Regions from separate parts of the Lactuca sativa genome. Here region 1 is linked to region 2. A link is a contact called in public Hi-C data. All regions are on one chromosome and are shown on one strand. The core of a region is the stretch at or near the end of the contact, and the rest is flanking DNA. Distances in the headings are between cores, read along the strand shown.

Evidence for each region. Hi-C and Micro-C count contacts between places; a contact is called where the count stands out from the background.
Region 1: a Hi-C map of leaf shows a contact between it and region 2, with 10 times the contacts expected there. The contact joins the promoter of LOC111908342 here to the promoter of LOC111908344 in region 2. A contact is called at or near these places in 2 of 4 Hi-C or Micro-C datasets (both in leaf).

The regions. Positions count from the first base shown.
Region 1 is chr8:94,974,585-94,978,808 of Lsat_Salinas_v11, forward strand. LOC111908342 reads right to left here and starts at 1,891. Exons shown (of 3, transcript XM_023904164.3): 1 at 1,500-1,891; 2 at 1,125-1,148; 3 at 568-1,047. The coding sequence starts at 1,695. The coding sequence ends at 746.
Region 2 is chr8:94,775,902-94,780,593 of Lsat_Salinas_v11, forward strand. LOC111908344 reads left to right here and starts at 1,420. Exons shown (of 5, transcript XM_023904166.3): 1 at 1,420-2,093; 2 at 3,176-3,212; 3 at 3,337-3,573; 4 at 3,905-3,952; 5 at 4,031-4,489. The coding sequence starts at 1,777. The coding sequence ends at 4,291.

The sequences.
Region 1 (4,224 bases), core at 641-3,140, 200 kb after region 2:
TTATGTTCACTGATTGCCAAAAAGAATAATTTTTTTTACAGATAATAGAAGAACTGGAAAAGAGTAATATGTACCTGATTTACTTTATGTTAAATGATTGTTAAAAAGAATAACTTTTTTTACGAATAACAGAAGAACTGGAAATGAGTTAATATATACCTGATTTACTTTATGTTCAATGATTGTTAAAAAGAATAACTTTTTTTACGGATAATAGAACTGGAAATGAGTCAACATGTACCTAATTTATTTTATGTTCGGTGATTGCTAAAAAGAATAACTTTTTTGTACAGATAATAGAAAAACCAAAAATGAGTCGATATGTACCTGATTTACTTTATGTTCACTGATTGCTAAAAAGAATTAACATTTTTTACAGATAATAGAAGAATCGGAAATGAGTCAATATGTACATGATTTACTTTATGTTCACTGATTGCTAAAAAGAATAAATTTTTTTATGGATAATAAAAGAACCCGAAATGTGTTAATATGTACCTTATTTACTTTATGTTTGATGATTGCTAAAAGAATAACTTTTTTTACAGATAACAGAAGAACTGGAGATGAGTCAAACCATATTAGAATAAACTCAAATTTGATACACTACTTGAAAAGAGTCTTCTTGATGCAAGATAAAGCATAGCTAAAATAATATTAATAAAACCTACGCCTATAATCAGTAATACAACACAAACTAAAATGCATAAATAGGAAACAAGAATAAAAGATTTTAGTAACACAATTATTCTCCTTCCCAACCAAGTTCTCTAGCTCGTCTTTCCCATAAAGAAGTGATCTTTTTTTCTTGTCTCATGAGAGCCTCAGCTTGTTCTCTTGCTTGTTCGCATGTTTCAGTTGCAGTGTTGCATTTTTCAGCCTCTTTTTGATATTGGGAAGCAACCCTTCTTGCTTCACCAAATGTAATGTTCATATGGCGAATGTGTTCTTCACCTACTGCTTTCTGTAGTTTAAGCTCTTCTGATAGCAAATCCACAAATTGTTTCCCCATTTCTTCTTTGAGATCTGGATCATCCTTCCCACAATCTGGTTTTTGGAAAGAATCATTAGATTATACTACAAAAAGGTAATCAAAGATGAAGAATGAGTTGATGAGAGCTCACCTGTAACAGAAAGATTGACCAAGCCTGCAAAAAGAAATGTAGATATACCATTTTTAGTATAATTTGATCTTAAATAATCAAGAATTATGAGTATTTTGAAGTACCAAAGGTCCAAAACCTAGATCTTTCTCAATTAGAAATCAAATTATGGATTAGCTAATTTCGCACAACATCAAAAACTTATTAGAAACCCCAGATCAAATACGCCCAATTAATGAGGAAAATGAAAGTGAGGCATGGATAGAAGAAATAGCGAGCAGAAATAGGGCTTAATCATCAAATTCTATTGAAATTTAAAATTCTGGATAAACCCAAATCATATAGGGTGAAAAAACTAATAATCAGATCGAAAACAAGAAAAAAGGGTTTGATTACCAGGAGCAAGCTTGAGAAGGGAGAGAGGAGGAGGGCAATCACAGACGCATGGAGTACAATGGATCGAAGAACCAGGTTTCAAATTAAAACCCCTTTTGAGCTTCCAATAAAGAGCTGGCCCAGATACACACAATGCTGAAATCACAGCCAAAATTACCAAACAACACCGGAAACAGGACCCAGATCTCCTTGTCATCTCTCGTCCCCTCGCGATTCGGTTATCTCTCAGTGTGTGGAAGCTGTATGTGATCTCATGGAGTAAAGCTCTTTTATTGAAGAGTTTATTGGGAATCTATCGTGTGAGTATTTATGATGAAGATAGGGATTTTGCACTTCCCGACCAGCTCTCTTTAAGGATTTATTATTCATCAATTTTCGTACGCGATAACGGCATTTTGCCCTTTTCAAGTTTCAACCCTAATGCTAAAATTATATAAGAAATAAAAATTTTATCACATTGAATTTTTGGACTAATCACAAAAATCCAGGAAAAGGTTGTGTATAGGATTGTATATATTTCAAATAGTAATCACAAAATAGTCACATATTTAAAGAATATGGATTTCATAAAGTGAAAAAACTACTTCAATTCGTAGAAGAATTTTTCAGAAAATATTGAGTTTATAACTTTTTGCGAGACACTTAATTTCCGTCATACATCTTTTATATGATACCTAGTGATTCTTGACTTTTTAAGATAACTTTAAATTTCTTGAGGTATAGGTGTGTGCATTAGTGAGCATATTTTACATCTAAAAGTGAGATTTAAATACTTGGGGTCTATGATCCATAAGAAATAGAATGTGGACTTACACACCGTATAAAGATACTATGGCTAAAGTGGAGGGCGTTGATGAAAGTTTTGTGTGACATAAAAGGGGAATTTTATAAAGTGGCGATTAGGCCAACTTTGTTGTATGTGTCTAGATTTGTTGTATGAGTGTGAATGTTGGCCAATTAAAAGGAACATGAGAGGAAGATGGAGGTTGCATAAATATGTATGGTGAGGCGACCATGTGGAAGAACATTGTTGTATCGGATTCCTAACACGGTAATTAGAAATTCGTTGGGAGTGGCATCGGTCATAGAGAAATTAAGGAAATATATATTACGATGGTTTGGACATGTTCATAGAAGACAAACGTCGGAGGTTATAAGGAGAGTTTTGACGATCACAATCGAAGGTGTGAGGAGGAGAGTTTGCCCGATGATAAAGTGGGAAGACAATGGGATACTGGACTTGAAGAGGTTAGCTCTTACTGAGGACATGACCTTAGATAGGAAAAAATGAAGGCTTAAACAAACTCCAATGGAACACTAAAACAAAACTTTAAAAGCATAAAAAGGGATTATTTCATTCCAACCAACCTCTAAAGATCACCATTTTAGGGTGTGGGATAGCTTCATACACCAAATATGAAGGCTAAAACACATAGCCACTAAAAATCACCATTTTAGTATGTAGTTGGATTGGAAACATCATTTTTGTGTGTAAACATCACCATTTTAATGTTTTGCCATTGAAGTTGGTCTTGAAATTAGGGTGATTGAGTCGTAGTGAACTATTTTAGGGAATAATTTCCTTTTATTTGTTGTTGCTTGCTTATCAATTTTCATCCACTTACTCATGCTTCCTACTACTTTCAACAAGTGTTAGTATTGTATGTCATTTGCTTGCTTTAGTGTTTACTTCCAATACTTGTTTATCGATTCATGTTGTACCAATTGACCCTTCCCCTATCTAATTACAGACTTATCTCGTTTATCAATATATTTGTAGGTACACATCTTTGCTTTTTTTGTTCATTGCGGACTTATGTTTAAAATTCAAGGATCTTATATGTAGGGATCTTTTCAGCTGGGACAAACTACAATATTTCTTGATTTCTTTATTTTACATTATATTCTATCCTCTTTTTGTATTTTTATACTTCTTATATCCCCATTACCCCATTGGTATGGGTATAGGGTAGTGTTGTGGTTTAACAAATGTGGAAAGTTTGTACATAGAATCACTTCATGGACTGAGTTCTCATAATTTCTTTCAATAGTGATGTTCTAACATCTCTTAGTACCGTTCAACAATTCGTTCTTTCAATCAAAATGTGAGTTTCGTTACATGATTGTACCTTCAAGTTTGTGTAAACCATCGTACTTTCGACAACACCTCTAGTCCAACTTTCACCATTGTACCTTCGACAACACCTCTAGTCCAAATTTCACTATCGGTGCCAAGTTCTGTGATAGATCTATCTAATTTTTGTATAGTTTTATGTACTACATTTCTTGTGAGATTCTATTACCGATGCCAAGTTTTGTGACAGAACAAACTTTCACTCTCAGTGCCAAGTTTTGTGATAAATTCATCTAATTTTTTGTATGGTTTTCCATTGTCCATTTCATGTGAGATCTAATTATTGTGGTAATGTTGAATGTGAGAACGGAGAAATCAAGCAAGATAAATCTATTTCAATTTTTATTATTCAAGTTAGGCGTAAGATGCAGTACCAAAATTTGTTTGTTTGATTTACTGAATAGCAAGGGTTGAAAAGGAAAGCTGAAGCTCACCCTACATTTTAAATATAATAAGAAATTTAATTCCTAACTTATTAGGAATGATGATATTTTAGAATTTTAATATTTTTCTTGTCTGTAAAGATGAAGATTTTAGGGTTTATTTTGGAACGATGCAAATTCTGAATGAAAGATATTTAAGTCTAATAAT
Region 2 (4,692 bases), core at 170-2,669:
ATTATGTCTTGACTTATTTCAAAAGACTTGTAAATAAATAAGTAACTTATTCATACATTTTTGCTTTATCGGTAACAACATAAAAATATATAAGTAAGATCTCAAATTATATTATACGCAAATATTATAATTTATCATATTTTAAATGGAATGTCAAGGTGGTGTTCGTATTTTTTTTTTTAATATAAATAAGTAAATAACTTTAAAGTAAAATAATATTATGTAACATTATAATTTGAAAAATTAAATATCCTGACAGTAGTCAACTATGGGAGTATTCGGTAGAGAGGTAAAAACCAAATTTGGAGGAGGAAGAATCAAATGTGGAATGTTCTTCTGACTCTGACAACTTGGTCAAACCTACTTCTATCGTGCCTGCAGATCTTGTTTGACTCCTTTTCCCAATAATTACCAAGAAATAAAACATTTTAAAAATAAATATATGTAATAATATTTATTTATTTTATCAAATTGTGTAACTGATAACTACGTTTCACTTTATTAAACATGACACATGTAAAATATTGCATATATTATATTTATGATCATAATATAAATAATTACATATTCTATGTAAGCATTATATTCACATAAATTAAGAAAAATAAAACGTTTATACATACAAAAAAATATTTAGCTCTAAAATTTATTATATTTTTTTTTGAATATCGAAGGTATAATTTATGGAAATGAGGAAATATTATATTTTTCAGTGTTTAACCCAATGACTCTCCCCTGTCTTCGATGATAACAAGGTACCAACTTACTATAGTGCTTTGTTGAAAGACCAAATTGGCCTCCACTTCTCAATATGCCTTTTTTTTTTTTTTTTTTTTTTTTTTTTTTTATCACTTTAAAGTCATCTTTCCTTTCCTAAAGTATAATTCTCTCATAATTCACTTACACTAGAATAATATACGACCCTAAAGAAGTAAATTGTCACAATCATTGTATAAATCCAATCCGATATTTGCTTTATACAATAAAAGTTTTAATATCATCATCAGATTTTTTTCAATTTTTATAATGATATTACCCCAGTTTAGATTTGAACTTAATGATTGTTTATTTAAAGATTTTTCATATATTTTCAATTTTCTGTAACAAAGTTTCTTTTTAGACATCTTTGTTTAAAAAATCTTTAGTATAATATATAGTAAAAAAGGTAAACCATTATTAAATATAAATAAACAACAACCACTCTATTTATAAATAAAAAACCTTTTTATTTTACAAAAGAAATAAATATTATTACGTAAACAAGTATTCAATCTTGTAGATTGCTTCAATTATTGTTTTGTAGTTGATAAATTAATAGAAGAATTGATGAAGGGAAGAACATGGATAGAGTTTGGGGGTAAAGTTGACATTTCAAATAATACATCGAAAGGGATACCATTTATAAATGAACAAGTGTCTACAGTACATAAAAATATTGAGATCATCACCATCACACCCTTTGCTATTATCTATTCATCATCATCATCATATCAACAACATCATTTCTTCATTCATCTTTCCTTCTCTTCTTTTGCTTCTCATTATCTTTTTTTCATCTTCTACTCGCTCAGATCGGATCATTTATCTTCCTTTCCACGCCACTCAAACACAAAATCGAACACCCCCCATTCGAAAATTTGAAGTAAAAGTATTCAAAAATTTCAAACCCAGATTGAAAATCCCGTTCTATCTTACAACGAATTACAGAAATCGAAAAAGGGGTTTCTGTATCTTGGGGAAATTAATGATATTTATGAGGTGGGGTTTTGTTGTTAAATGGGAAATGTAACCTCAAACATAGCTGCAAAATTTGCATTTTTCCCACCAGAACCACCATCGTATGATGTTTTTAGAGACGAAGAAGATACACCAAATGGCGATAAAAGATACTGTATTACAGGTATAACAGCTGATAAAAACGTCGACGTTCATTTGCTTGATACAAAGGTCGGAAACAAAATCGTTGCTACCTTCTGGAAACACCCTTTTGGTAAATTCACCCTTCTCTACTCTCATGGCAACGCTGCTGATTTGGGGCAGATGCAAGAACTATTTATCGAACTCAGAGCTCACCTCAGACTCAATATCATGAGGTATCTTTATCTTTTCCCAATTCCTGTTTCATTACATCTTTTCATTGCTTCTATTATTGGGGTTTTAAGTGATTCTGTTGAAATGGGTGTTCATGATCTCTATGCTTCTTTTCATATTTGGTTGATCTCATTTTCTCATGTGTTTCAATCGAAGAATCTTTGTGCACATACACCCACTTTACTTTACACTACTGTAGCTTGATTAAATTTAAACTTGTGGATCGAATATAAGTGTTTTTGTTGAATCTTAGATGTGTTTCGATGTTGGTCTTACAGTATTTGGGTGTTTGTTTGATCAAAAGTAAAAGAATTTGGTTCTTGGTGTTTTGACTTTTGAGCTCATTGATAGTGCAATAATGTGTTCTGATTTGAACTGTTTTCATGGATATGATCACTCTAAGCAAACCTAACAAACTCTTTAAAGCTAAATGAACTTGATAGAAGTAAAAGTAAAAGTAAAACATGGTGTCAATTTCGTGAAAAGATCCGGATTTAGTTTGATTTGAATAGTTATACGAATTGTTTCTCTCTTATTAGTAGCGGGTCAATTGGAAGACAAAGCTAACATGATTGTGGGTGCTAAAAAAGGAATGGAAGAAGACGAGTGGGACCAATAACATGTGTTTTTCTTATCATCTTAATTTTCATTGTTGGCGGGTCTTGTTACTTTATAGTTTTCTTTTTTGCACTTTTGCACATGTAATTGTTTAGTTTCCATGAAGCTAGAAGTCGCTCATAGTTCCCATTTGATCATCTCTTGTCTTCATTAATCTAGTATCTTTTCTGCAAAAAAAAAAGTTATTCTTTCATCAACCCCTGTGCTGTCAGTGTGGTGGCCCACACTGCCACACCCACTGCATCATGTGAGATGTCAATCATGTATACTAAAATAAGAACCCAATCCATATTGGAATTTAAACTCACATACCCGTAGTTGCTTAGACTCGAACCCTTACGAGTATTATTTTATGAATTCCATTTAATTTAGTTTCTTTTGATGATAAAAAAAAAACGTATATTACAAACTTTTCTAGATTTATTTCGTGTCGTTGGCTTATATGGTATATATTTGTACTTTGTAGTTATGACTACTCGGGATATGGAGCATCAACGGGGAAGGTAAGAAATAAACCAAGACATTATTGCATCTCACACTTTCTTTTTATATATAAAAACTACTTGAAACAAGGCACAAAATGACTTTCTAAATATTATTTGTTTCTTTCATTTTATGGATATATAGCCGTCTGAACTCAACACATACTACGACATAGAGGCAGTGTACAATTGTTTGAAGGACAAATATGGAATTAAACAAGAAGACATCATCTTATACGGCCAATCTGTTGGCAGTGGGCCCACGTTACACTTGGCAGCTCGGTTACAAAGATTGAGAGGCGTGGTTCTACATAGCGCCATCCTTTCGGGAATACGAGTTTTATATAATGTCAAGATGACATTTTGGTTCGATATATTCAAGGTAAATCTCAATCTGCCCAGGCATTCCAGAACAGAACATGTTGTACTGCATTTGACTTACTGGACTCAGACAAATGTCGATAGGACAAAATTTTGCAACTTTTGTCCTGGTCAATTTGTTTACATGACAAAACATGTTGTACTGTATTCCTACTATTGATGGGACTAGAATTGCAACTTTTTGTCCCATCATAAAAAGGTAGAACAAGATGGGACACACAAACAGGCTCTGGACTTCTCATTTGTGAAAAAGACATAAACGCCCTCATCCTCATAATTAAAAATAGCCCTAAAAAGCTTGCCACTCACTCTGTTCATTTTCTTTTATGCAGAACATCGACAAAATACAAAAAGTTAGCTGTCCGGTTTTAGTTATACATGTAAGTATTCTTTGCCCTTCTAGTCTTCTACAATTTTCGTTTCTTGAATTTTATTTATGATTTTATTTAAAATGACAGGGAACAAATGATGACATTGTTGACTTTTCACATGGGAAAAGATTATGGGAACTTGCAAAAGAAAAATATGACCCATTATGGGTTCAAGGTGGAGGCCATTGCAACATTGAAACATACCCAGAGTACATAAGGCATTTGCGCAAGTTTATAAGTGCAATGGAGAAGGTCTCAGTTTCAAAGCCAAGTAAGCAAAGAAGTTCTTCGGGACCAAGTATGACAGGTGTTAAACACAACAAATGTTTGAGATTTGGTAAAAAATAGATGTATTTTTGTGTTGATGTTTGAGAAATTATGCATAAATCTTGGCTGTTTGATCCGTTTTCGGTTGAATTCGAGTGAGTTTTGTTGTTGTTTCTACTCGGCGTATTCGATTGGGGTTCTTGTGTAATTAGGATCATTGATTTTTTAAGTAGAAGTTAGAAATTTTATGTAATGGAAAAACCCCACGAATTGTTGTCTTGTGATTTTGGTTTTATTTGTTGTTCACTACTTGTGGGCAAAGATTTTATTGGTTTTTTTAAAGATGCATATTTTAACAAAAGATATTTATTAACATACCAATTTAAGGAATTATGGGTTGTCAAAATCAAGGTTTATGAGAAAGTTTGCATGTTAGATTTGCCATAAATGATGTATGTGACATGTATAGGAATTTCAATCAA